Regions from separate parts of the Mus musculus genome. Here region 1 is linked to region 2. The links are chromatin contacts, called in public Hi-C maps. All regions are on one chromosome and are shown on one strand. Each heading gives the region's core, a stretch centred on a gene start, on an enhancer-like site or on the middle of the called end of the contact. The rest is flanking DNA. Distances are from core to core; before and after follow the strand shown.

What was found. A called contact is a pair of places that touch in the nucleus more often than the background predicts.
Region 1: a contact with region 2 is called in a Hi-C map of the N1E-115 cell line, with 4 times the contacts expected there. The contact joins the promoter of Fam78b here to the enhancer-like site in region 2. A contact is called at or near these places in 1 of 39 promoter capture datasets (hippocampal neurons), 2 of 484 Hi-C or Micro-C datasets (the N1E-115 cell line and muscle stem cells), 1 of 115 datasets of contacts at active chromatin or transcription factors (embryonic stem cells) and 1 of 9 other capture datasets (adipose tissue).

What each region holds. Positions count from the first base shown.
Region 1 is chr1:166,999,892-167,006,156 of GRCm38.p6, forward strand. It overlaps Fam78b (family with sequence similarity 78, member B), which reads left to right and starts at 1,526. Exons shown (of 3, transcript NM_175461.4): 1 at 1,526-1,937. The coding sequence starts at 1,675.
Region 2 is chr1:166,920,577-166,926,679 of GRCm38.p6, forward strand. No RefSeq gene overlaps it. Among named protein-coding and RNA genes, the nearest start is that of Gm33404, 69 kb to the left of the region's middle. Within about 2 kb of position 3,750, at least 24 of the 459 cell types and tissues checked have an H3K27ac peak or open chromatin away from gene starts, as enhancers often do. A contact at or near this core is called in the N1E-115 cell line and muscle stem cells, where this site is marked.

The DNA.
Region 1 (6,265 bases), core at 276-2,775, 77 kb after region 2:
CAGGAGAAGCAAAGACAAGAAAAGATCCCTAAGATCCCCAGCTTTCTACAGGGATTAGGGTTTTCTACAAATTGGCGCCTTGACTTTGTAGAATCAAGTGGTTACTCTTTAATCCTCCTGGGTTCTATAAAGCCCTGAACTTCTGTTTGTATTTAACAGGCCTTAGGTAAGACTGGGAGGGTAGCTAAGCGTTCTAATCTACCTAGATGATTCCACTAAGTACAACTTGTCTAAAGACACAAGACATTCAAAAGGCAGTGTTTCCCAAGGAGCTCCAACAACCCCCCCCCCCAACACACACACACACATACACACTGTGTGTTGTTCTGATAAGAGTATTTTCAGAGATTGTGGAGGGGTGATATGAAAACAGGCCATGAGTAGACTGAGCTGGTGCCTCGACTAACACTGGCATTTGGGGTGATTTTGTGTCAGCCTCCAATGGGATTTCTCAGGTTTCACTCTCAATACTGTGGTGCAAAAAAATAAAATTAAATTAAAAAATAAAGCTTCTACTAGACTAAAGGAAAATGCGGACCAGTGAACGAGGTAGTAAATCTATTTCGTGGCACTGCTGGAGGTCACACCCAACTCTAACAAACTATATCACAACGATACATCTCAGCTGGAGCTGATTCTCCAACATCTCTCCTCCCGCAGCCTCACCGTACCCCACTGTGGTTCCCTCTATACTCTGAACCGCGCCGCGCCCTCCCGGCCCCACCCATCCCAATAAGCAGGGTCCCGCTTCTACACCCCACTATCACCCGCGGGGCGCCACCTACCGGGGTCCCGGCCCCGCCCAACCCCACGTGCCGCGCCCCGCCCGGGAGCTAGCGGCCCTTTAAACACCCCCACCCTTGCACACTACCCCCCCCCCCGGACGGCAGCCGAAGAGGGACAAACTCATGGCGTACAGCCAGTCTCTTCCGCGGAGCTTGTCCCCCGTAGCCCTAGCCCGCTGGGCTCTCCGCCCGGGGCTACGGTCCCCTGGCGCCCCCCACACGCCCCCGCAGCCGGATGCGGGAGTGTGGGCGCTGTCCGGCTCCAGGGCGGGGCGGGAGGGAACACGGACTCCGCCGCCGCCGCCTGCCTCCGCCTGCCGCTCGGGCCGCCCGCTCGCCCGCCGCTGGGTGCGCTGCACGCGGGGGGCAGCCGCGGTGCAGCAGAGGTTCATGCAGCGGCGGCGGCGGCGGCGGCTGCTGCTGCTGCCGCCGCGGAAACAGACAAACCGGGCGCTGCCGCCGCCACCCTCCCGCAGCTCCATGCCGCCGCCGCCGCCTCCTCCTCCTCCTCTCCGGCGAAGGGCGGGGGGCTCCGGCCCGGGGTGGGCACCACTCCTCGCAGCGCCGCTCCCCTCCCTGCCCTCCGCCGGGGCACGGGAGCCGGAGAGAGCGCCCGCCGCCTCCTAGGAGCGCACGCTCCGCGCGCCCTTGCTGGAGCGAGGAGGCGGGCGTGGGCGGGCGTCGGGGCAGCCGCGACCCAGCGCGCGGAAAGGGGAGGGGGCTTCCCCGGAGGATGCCCCGCGGCGGCGGCTCCTCGCTCTTAGGCGCTAGCTGAGCTGGACCGGGAGCGAGCGGCGCGTCGCCATGCCGGCGTGACGGGTGCCCGCGGCTGCCCGCGCCGGGCCCCCGCGCTGCCCCACGCCGCGCCGCGCCGGCGCCGGGCGGCAGGATGGGCTGTATCCAAAGCATCACCTGCAAGGCGCGGATCCGGCGCGAGAACATCGTGGTGTACGATGTGTGCGCCACCATCGACCAGTGCCCCACGCGCATCGAGGAGACCTCGCCCATCGTCCTGCGCTACAAGACCCCTTACTTCAAAGCCTCGGCCCGTGTGGTCATGCCCCCCATCCCCCGCCACGAGACCTGGGTGGTGGGCTGGATCCAGGCATGCAACCAGATGGAGTTCTTCAACACCTACAGCGACCTGGGCATGTAAGCGACCGGCCACGCCACGCGGCGCGGGAGCGGGGTCCTGGCCCCTTTCTCCACTCTCCATTCTGAACCCCCTCCCCAACCCCTCTTACCGTTGCCCCCATCTCTTTCCGAACCTTCCTCCTGCCTCCCCACCCACCTCCCTCCTCCCTGCGCTTTTGTTTCAGTGACAGGGCGGGTGACGGGAGGCTCCTCGCGAAGGCATTTTCTCGTGCTTTGCTTCTGACTTCCTCGGAGAGGCGAGGAGAATAGTGAGGGGCAGGAAGAACGCGACTGGGAGGGTACAAGAGGCAAAGATAGGATGATTGGCGATTGTCGTGGGAGTTTGGGGGCGCAGTCTGTATTTGTGGGTCTCCCTGGGAAGTTTGGGGAGAGGAGTGGAGTCCCGGGGGCGCATGGGCTGTGTCGTGCGTCTTTTGGAGAAAATCAAGCTGGCTTGGAAGAGAAGGTCCAGGGTGTAGGAATGGGAGTTAGAGGTTCTGCCTTTGCTTCCCAGGCCAGCGAGCCTAAGGAGCATCTCTGCCTGGAATCTCCAGCTGGGCAGAAAGCCCCTCTAGCTATGCGCCCTGAGGACCAATTCTGGGGCGGTGGGGAGCTGGAAGGCACCGGATGCTCCCGGGCCAAGAGAAACTGGTGGCCTTGTGCTAGCCTGGTGTAACACGAGGTGTTTCTTAGGCTCAAGGAAAGGATGAGACACTTCATCTGTCTGGGGTCTTTACTTTTCAAAACTTTCCTAATTGCGGCGCTGGAAGGGATTCCCAGGCGCCCACCGCCTATCCAGTCGGCTGGCTGGGAGCTCTCCAACTTCCTTCAGCAGCGCCGGTTAGAGCGCGCTGAGGGTTTGGCAGCTGCGGTGCACCTAGATCGCCAGGGCTCTGCGGCCGCCAGGGGCGGACATCCTGCCCTGGAACCACACTAGCTTTGAGAGGTCGTGTTCTGGACTTTTTTATCTACTAGATTTTCATCTGCCCTCCCGTCCCCTTTCGGAACTAGACTCCGTGTACTTGGCCACTACATTTGGCTAGGAGACTTGGGGCCTGTATTCTACTTACTATTACAATGTCAGTCTAGAACACCCTAATTAGCTTGTAGCCTATAGGGAAACCCCTTTTCTGGAAATTCAACCTCATTTCATTTCTTAATCTAAAACTGTGGCACTCTCAAGGTTTCCTATTTAATATGGATGTGGGATGGGGGAGTTCTCATTTTAAAAGGTCAAAGCATCTTTTCAGCAGCAGTTTTGGGGCTTTTTTTCTTGCACCCCGGGAGCATGTAAGTTAACACTAGTCATAGGTGCTAAGAGGAATTTTGACAGATTGTTTTGTTTCCATTTAACTCCCAGAGTTTGCACTTTGCTTCTTAAGCATAAAAGCTCAGGAGAGAGAGAGAGAGAGAGAGAGAGAGAGAGAGAGAGAGAGAGATGCAAACCCAGCTTTGCAATATGCCTGTGCACACTGTGTTCTTGTCTTTCTGGAAATGAGAGAAATGGGGGACGTATTTTGGGTGAATCATGCCACCTAAAAAGACACACCCCGAAAAAAGTGGTTAGAATTGTGGGCTTGTTTGTTTGTTTGTTGGGGGCTTTTAGAAACTCATTCTTTTCGGCCAAGTAAGAAAGCCTGGCAGGGGAGGGTGTCTGTCTCATGATGGGGCAGTCTGGGGAGGGGGTTTCTTAACCTTGCTGGGCCAGTCACAAAGCCTGAAACCCCTAGGAAAGGAAGCCCCCCCGGGGGGGGCTGGGCAGAAGCAGCGCCCCACCCATCTTTCTCATGACTACACGGGAGAGCCCTCTGTGGCTTCAAGACCCTTGTAAATCAGTAAATACGAGATATATATATAGAGAGATGTAGATATAGATATTCCTTCCATAAAATATAAAACATTTTCTGCCAAAGGAGTCGGGTTGAGCTGTACACAGACACGATAGAACTTCCTTGTCTCTAGGGGAGGGTGTGTCCACTTTTGAACCAGTTTTCACAGGCATGAATTCCTAACAATATATTCTCCTGTTATACCTTACTGAGTTCTTGCATTGGAGGTTTGGAAAGATTTTGTTTGTTTCGTTTAACTGCTACTTTCAATATTTTAAGATTGCTGGTTCCCGTGTTGTTGGGGAAGGGAAGCGAGAATAGTCTCCAAGAAATCATAAATTGCATTATTATAGATCTGTATCCAGAGTCAATCTCCCTCTTTGTGGTTGTAATAATTGTTATGTGTTTAGGGCCACTTTGGAGCTTAGGTTTTTACTGAACCAGTTTCTACAGAATATTTATGCTCTGGAAAACTTTGCCAATATAAACTTTTTAATGGGAACTCATATTGCATAGAAGTCACGGCAGTCTATCCGTTGTTGTGTCTACTTTAGCCAGTACTGTGAGTGGCAGACACTGCAGCCTGGGTGTTCACGCCTGTGCAGTGTTCTCTTGAAGAAGCATGGTGCTGTGAGTTAGGTTACGAGGGTGACTTCTCAGTATTTTGGAAAGAACTGTACAAGACTAAATCCACATCTCAAACACCAAGAAGCTACTAGTTCCAGGATTGAAAGAGCATGTCTTTGTGGCTTAAATGTTGAATTTCCTGGAGTAGAGATGGGGTAGGCTTTTTTATTAGCGTTCAAAGAATTGGGTTTTATTATGGCATTTTTCTTTTTTTATGGTTTTTTTGATATTTTTTAATTGGGTATTTATTTCATTTACATTTCCAATGCTATCCCAAAAGTCCCCCACGTGCTCCCCCACCCACCCACTCCCACTTCTTGGCCCTGTCGTTCCCCTGTACTGAGGCATATAAAGTTTGTACGACTAATGGGCCTCTCTTTCCACTGATGGCCTACTAGGCCATTTTCTGATTCATATGCATTTTTCAAACAAAATGTTTGCTGTGGTTTTTCTTCACCCTACCCCCACCCTTAGTCCCAGTTCCTTCCTGTGCCCTTCAACCCCAGTAGCCTCCTTTCTGCTTTCATGTTACATGTGCCCTCTTGACCTCTCCCCTCTTTCTCAACAGCTCTTGTTCTTCTCTTGTGGTCTCCCGCCTAGTTTCAGATTCTGTACCCACTCTCTTACACACACCCATTTACAAACTTACAGACACCAGAAGTTAGTCAACATATGAAAGAGCATGAGATTTGTGTGTGGGTGAGTGTATGTGTAAGTATGTGTGTGTGAGAGAGAGAGTGTGTGTGTGTGTGTGTGAGTGTGTGAGAGAGTTTGTGTGTGTGTGTCAAAGTGTGTGAGCATGTGTATAAGTGTGTGTGAGAGTGTGTGTGAGTGTGTGTGTGAGATAGAGGTGTGTGTGAGAGTTGTGTGTGTGAGAGAGTTTGTGTGAGAGCATGTATGAGAATGTGTATGTGAGAGAGAGAGTGGTATGTGAGTTGTGTGTGAGAGCATGTGTGTGAGTATATATGTGAGAATGTGTGTGGGTGTATATGAAAGAGTTGTATGTGAGAGAGTTTGTGTGTGAGCATGTGTGTGAGTGTGTATGTGAGAGAGAGTTATATGTGTGAGTGTGTGAGAGAAAGAGTTTGTGTGTGTGTGTGTGTGTGTGTGCGTGTGTGTGTGTGAAAGAGAGAGAAAAAGAGAGGGAGAGAGTGTTTGGGGGGTTGTTTTTGTCTTTCTGAGTCCAGGTCACCTTAATTTAATGTACTTTGTGGATCCACCTATTGTATGTAGATTTTATAATTTTACTTCTTTTATGGTTAAGTAAAATTCCAGTGGGTATATGTGCCATGTTTTCATTCTCCATTCTACTGTTGATAGACTCCTGAATCGTTCCATTTCCTTATTGTTGTAAGTGATACAGTAACATGGATGGATAGATGTCTCTGTGGTCTGATATAGAATCCTTTGGGTATATATGCCTAGGTGGGATAGGGTAGTTGTATGGTATGCTATGGTATGGTGTGGTATGGTACTTTCATTTTAAGTCTTTTTAGATACCTCCATACTGGTTTCCATAATGAATATATCAGGTTTACACTCCCATCAACACTGGGTTTCTCTTTCCCCACATCCTACAGCATTTATTGTCTTTTTTTTTTTTTTCTTGATCATAGCCATTCTGACTGGAGTGGGACAGAATCCCAAGGTGGATTTAATTTCCATCTTCAAGGGGTAGGCTTCTAAAGGAATATTTTAAATAGTCGGTGGCCACGATGGTGTAATTTGAACCTGAACTCAAGTGACTTGGTACTTCCCCAAGGCGCTATGGAGAGTCTGGCTGGTGAATACGTGCCATGACTTGATTATTTCTAACTTGGGTCTGGTGGATCTGGTGAATGTGGACTTCAGTAGAATGCGCAAAGTATTCTTCCAGCAAGGAGAGCCATT
Region 2 (6,103 bases), core at 2,500-4,999:
CTATCCCCAAAGCCCCCTTTATGCTCCCCCCACCCTGCTCCCCAACCCACCTACTCCTGCTTCCTGGCCCTGACATTCCCCTGTACTGGGGCATATGATCTTTGTAAGACCAAGGGCCTCTCCTCCTATTGATGGCCGACTAGGCCATCCTCTGCTACACATGCAACCAGTACTCATTACATTTTAGAAAGAATGAATTGTGGGAAACTAGGAGATGAACATACAACCATGCTCTGGATCAAATAGGCTTATTAAATGAGTAATGATCAGACATGGTATTTACTGGAAGCTATGCACTGAGTGTCTCTACATAAACTATTCATACAGTGCTCATGTTAACAACGTGAGATACAATGGATCATTTTCCGATGAAGCAATCAAGCCCAAGTAACCCTGATGACTCTTAGCCGCTGTTTAGCTACTTAGTTCCAGGAGACCAATTGAAGAGCATGCCTCTCCTTTAGAACAATCTTACCAAAGCAGGATCAAGAGACTAAAGAGGTCAATAGAAGGGATTTTTTAATTACTGCTTAGTGAAGACAACTTGAGCAATATGTAGCTTCCCCTAAGAATGTCTCAGTTGTCTCTTTGACGAACTAAACTTGAGGCAGAAAAGCCCTGGAAGAGACTATCTTGGGAACAGAAACTTACTCTTCTTCCTAGACCCGTGACCTTGAGTAAACTCTCTAACTTCTCTGGTCCTTGGTTGGGCTGCTTTGCCCAGTGCAGTGTGGGTTTATAAAACAATGCAGATGGAGTTGAGCACACAATGCCTGTCTGGGGAATAGGCTAGTATCAACTTTGTGACACAGGGCAAAGTGAACTTAGAGCAGTGGTTCTCAAACTTTTGAACGCCTAATGTAATGTTGCTACTGTTATGAATCGTTATGTAAATATCGAATTTGCAGGATACTTGATATGTGAGCCTGTGAAAGGATCATTCCACAACTCCCCAAAGGGGTAGAGACCCACCCACAGGCTGAAAACCGCTGAATTAGAGGTCTGGACTAAGGAGCAATCTTGCATGCATGCTGATTCTGTGGATCTGAGCAAGATGCCTTTTTAGTCTCCATCTTATTGTCTGAAAAGTGGAATAGAAGTGTGCTATACAAGGATCTTGGAAGAAGATGGTTACGGGCAGAATGAGACACGTGGCTAATTATTTTTACTTCAGATCACCTCCATGACCCTTTCCACTTAATTTTCCCCCATTGAAATGTCTATTTCACAATTTCATTTGAGTGCCTGTGCATGTGTGTGTTTTCATGTATGCAAGGTGTGCTGCGTGTGGCATCTGCATGTGGAACCCAGGACTCAACCTCAGGCCTCGTTCTTCAGAAGTCTTAACTGTGTCTGTTAAGATGAAGTCACTCACTGGATCCTGGGTGTCCCTGCTTAGGCTCACTGCCTCCAACAAGCCCCGGGAAATACTAAGATTGCAAAGATGCACCACCACGTGTGGCTTTGTCTTTACTTCGGCTCTGGGAATTGAACTCAGGCTTCATGCTTTTGAAATGAGCACTTTACTAACTGAGCTATTTCCCTGCCTTCTGCTTGCTTGCTTGCTTTCTTCCTTTCTTCCTTTCTTCCTTCCTTTCTTCCTTCCTTTCTTCCTTCCTTTCTTTCTTTCTTTCTTTCTTTCTTTCTTTCTTTCTTTCTTTCTCTCTCTCTCTTTCTTTTTTTCCATTTTAAACTATAACCAGGTCTCACTCAGACTTTGAAAATCAAGCACAACAATGATGCTTTAAAAATGCTAACCCTAAGAAAAGTGAAAACTCAGATTTGTAGGGTTGAGGGGAAAACCAGCGAACATACAATAACAGTGGTTTTTAAAAAGAAAGTGATAACTTCTCAAACCATAAAGGCTGCTATGGAATTATCAAAATGTAAAACTTCTGCACATCAACAGACGTAATTAACAGATGAAGAAAAAAACAACAACAACAACAACCTACAAAGAGATGGAAATATTTCAAATCATGTCTTCAGGAGTGGATATCCAGACTGTAGATGACAAAACTCAAATAGCTCGATTTAGAAATGGGCAAAGGACTTGAGGAGACTTTCCCAAAAAGATGCACAAATGCACAGGTAGAGGTGCCTGGCATTGCTAATCACTAGGAAAATGCAAATGAAAACCACTGGGAGACATCACCCCAAAGGCACTAGGATGGCTACCATCCAAAACAGAAAGTAAGAAGTGTTGCAGGAAAACCGAAACCTCTGAGCGGCATCAGTGGGAGACTAAACAGGGCAGCTGCTGTGGAAAACATTATGGTAATGCCTCAAAGAGCGGAAAATGCAATTACCATGTGATCAATATTCCAATCCTGTGAACACATTTAAAAAATGAAGAGAATAGATATCCATATGCCCAAATTCATAGCAGCATTGTTCACACAAGTTAAAACACCAAAGCAACACACACACTCATCCGCAGATGAATAAGTAAGCACAGCGTGTCCTAGACACGCAGCAGACTATCAACCTGTCTTTAACAACAACCGACCGGAAATTATGACACACACTACAAAGACGGGCATGCTTATTGAAGTAAAGCCGGCGCAAGGCGGCAAATGTTGCAAGGTTCCACATAGATTGAATTCCCACAAGAGTAGCATTTGTACAGACAAAAGATGGAACAGTAGCTGTCAGATCAGAGGGGAGAAACACATGGAGTCTTGTGTGAGGAGGGTTTCGTTTGGGTTTCGAAAGCATCCTTCAGATGGGCTATATAAGAGCATGAGCAGTGTAGTCCACTGGACTGTCTGTCTGAACGTGGTTAAAGATGGTAGTAGGCTTTAGGCTGTGTGCATTTAATTGCAATAAAAACAGACATTTTAAAATCTGCCAGGAAAATAACAATAGCAAGCAGGTTAAAAAACAAAACAAAACAAAAAAAAAAAAAAAACAAAAACACACACACAAAAGGAAAGAGTGAACGAGGACTGGGGGATAATGACATTATGTGGGTGTCACTGATGCGTTTGATGACAACCTCTATAAAATCTGTGCTCAGAATAAAGTCAGCTGGTGTTTGAGCACCGTCATCTGAAGGGAATGCGGCACACTGGAAAGACTGTATAATCAGGAGTTAATGGGACTATGCTGCTTGGAAGCAAAAGGTCCTCTGGGGCACATCAGAGGCTGGTACTGGAACTGTCCTTGTTTAACAAACTCATTAATGACCTAGAAGAAGGCGGAAACAGCCACTGCTAATGAAATTTGCAAAGATATGTTGCCAATGCCCTGGACTTGACCATAACAGCAGAAGCATCGCTGGGATGGAGGGAGATTTTCCACTAGGCATTTAATTAGATTAAAACAATGACTTCCGTGGATAAGGATGCTTGCTCATTCCCAACTCTTCTTTCCATCCAGAATGCAGATTCTGGAATGTGCTGCATGCAGTGTATAAGGCCATCCTTGTCAGAGGCCAGCAGGAGAGGTTCCCATGGCATAGGTCTGCTTTTTGACCTTAGAATATGTTTAAAAACAACAACGATGTAATGTGTAGAGTCCTTTAACTATGAGAAAGAACTGAGGGACATAAAGATGTAGTGTATCTTCCATAGAGGAGTCTGGGGAAACTATTTAAATGTACAAAACCTCTAAAGTTTTAAATAGAGTTTATCTCCCATCGTTTCTCAGGGCTCTTAGAATCCCAAATCCTTTACAAGTTCCAGAATGATCTAGCCCTGCCTTGCCATCTACAAGCAGCACCAAAATTCTCCTTGGCAGATTCACTTCCTCCTGACTCTGAGTCACCCACCACTCTCTCCCTAGCCACTGTATTTGGCAGACAGGGAATTCAAGTTGTTCAAGTCTTGATTCCAGGACTTTTAAAGCAACAACCACTGTTGAGATTCTCCTTTTGAAAGGGCTTGTCTTCAGCAGGCTGAGTTTCTCCGATAAGGATGCTGGTAGCCTCCTAGCCAGGATGGCACTGTCCTCATTATTGCTGTTGAGAAACGCTCTACACACACTGCAAGCATTTGACATCCCTACCTCTCAGGATCACATTCCAGGCATGATCCTGAGTCTCTGTGACAATAGCAATGATAAAATATCTGAATCCCCGACACAGGAGAAACAAATCGGAGGAAGAGGTACTTTGCCTGGGCAAAGCTACCATCACCTAACTTCCATGTCACTCCCTGAGAAAGCATCGTCATACCTCATCTGCCTAAATTTGCTCCTATTACAACATCCTCTTTGGGCATTGATCTACACCGCTTTACAAACACGTGTTTAGTTGTACGGTTGTTTGTTTAATATGCGTTTTCTCCCACTGGACCGTGAGTGGAATGAAGAAAAGGGCCACTGTCTAGTTTTGTTTCCAATGACCAGCGCTTAATAAATGTTTGCAGACGAAGAAGAGCACCGTGGTCTGAATGTTCAGGTTCCTGCTTCAGATGTGACTGCTGAGACTCTGCCATCACTGTGTTAGCAGAAGGGACCTTTGGGAGGGGATTTGTGTCATGAGGGTGGAACCGTCATGAATGATATGAGAGTCCTTATAAAAGAGGTCTCAGAAAGGTCTCTCAGCATTTCCACTACGGCATAGGTGAGGAAATGGGCCCCCATCAGAACCGAGTTAGCCAGTTATTGACCTTTCTTGGATTGCCCAGACTCCAGAGCTGCATGAACTAGATTTAAACTCTGTGCTGCTCTGCTGCATCAGTACCTGTGGACTAAGACAGAAGATAACATTGAAACTTTATGGCTAGAATCTCAAGCCATACCACAAAGTCCTATTCAATTTAGGAACCTTAGTATATATACTATCCATTCAGTTTGCCTGAGAGATGGGTTTTAGGACTGCCTGGCCCTTTTTGCCTCTCTCTCTCAAGCCAGTTCTGGGAATTCTCACAACTCCCATTAGAAGGGAAGAAGAAGGCACTCTAGAAGCAGAAAATTGGCAGACTGAGTCCTTCTAGCCCCAGAGTCTGGAGAGCTGGAAGACACAGGCTGAGTGTGGGGAGGGGAAACTTGTGCCACCTGATTTCCTGCTCTCTCTTCTCTGAGTCTCAAGAGTGGCTCAAGAGGAGCTCCGACAGTAAAGGTGGGGATGGAAATTGAGGAAGGCATTGCTTGTTACCATGCTAGAAATCAGAGACCTGGAGGCCCTGAACATAGCTTGCTTACTGGTTACTCCATGTGTCCATCCTTTTCCTAGCACACTTATATTCTCTGAGAGAAACTAAACTTCCTGCCAGGAGTACTCGGAGGAGCATAGGAAACTAATGCTTGCCTCTAGTTTGGAAACCAAAGGTTTGGGGACTCTCCACCATTGCTGCTATACAGTGACATAACTGATGTATTCTCTACCAGGAATTTGAATCTTAAATAAACAATAGAAGGGCAAACAAATCTGAGTAGCATCCCAGTAGTGACATGACCCTGACCAGAAGGCCCCTACTGCACAACCAGTCCTGACCGTCCATCCCTGAGCCTCTGGACATGCTGGGTCCTGCCCATTTCCAAGCCTTCCCTATGCTTTCCCATATCCCTCTCAATAGTATTCCAGCACAATGCCATTCTGCAACATTAGCAGGGCCAGAGGCTTTGTTTTTGATATAGGGATTCACTGTATTTCCAACCAAGTCCCTCACTGAAGCTTTGTATTTGAAGTCATTCATTCCAAAGACTGTTATGAAACTCCATTGTGCCTCACACAGGGTGCCAGGAACTCGATGCATAAACACAAAGATGACTCAAACATAGGCCAAGAGGACTGTTTGGGGTAGCAGAGAGAAAGGAGGCTGCTTGCTGCACATCAAATTAAGACGGGTGCCCTGGCAGTGAGGCTTGTGAAGGGGGCAGCTTCACAGTCACGTTTAGCTTTTCATTTCTGACTTTGTCGAGCCTGCTGGCCCTGGAGGGCTGAGCACAGCCCACTCCAGTGGGGATCTAAGTGTGGCAGAATGGTCACATTGACGTGCAAAGGCCTGGGTGTGCAGAGGAACCAGAGTTGGAGCTCTGCTGAGTGGGGTCACAAAGTGGGACATCACAAGAGCTGCTGTCTCTACAGAAGTCGTCCTGAGGTCGCAAGGCAGGGACAACTGAGAATCTGAGGGAGCAAGAGAGCCTCTTCCAGAAT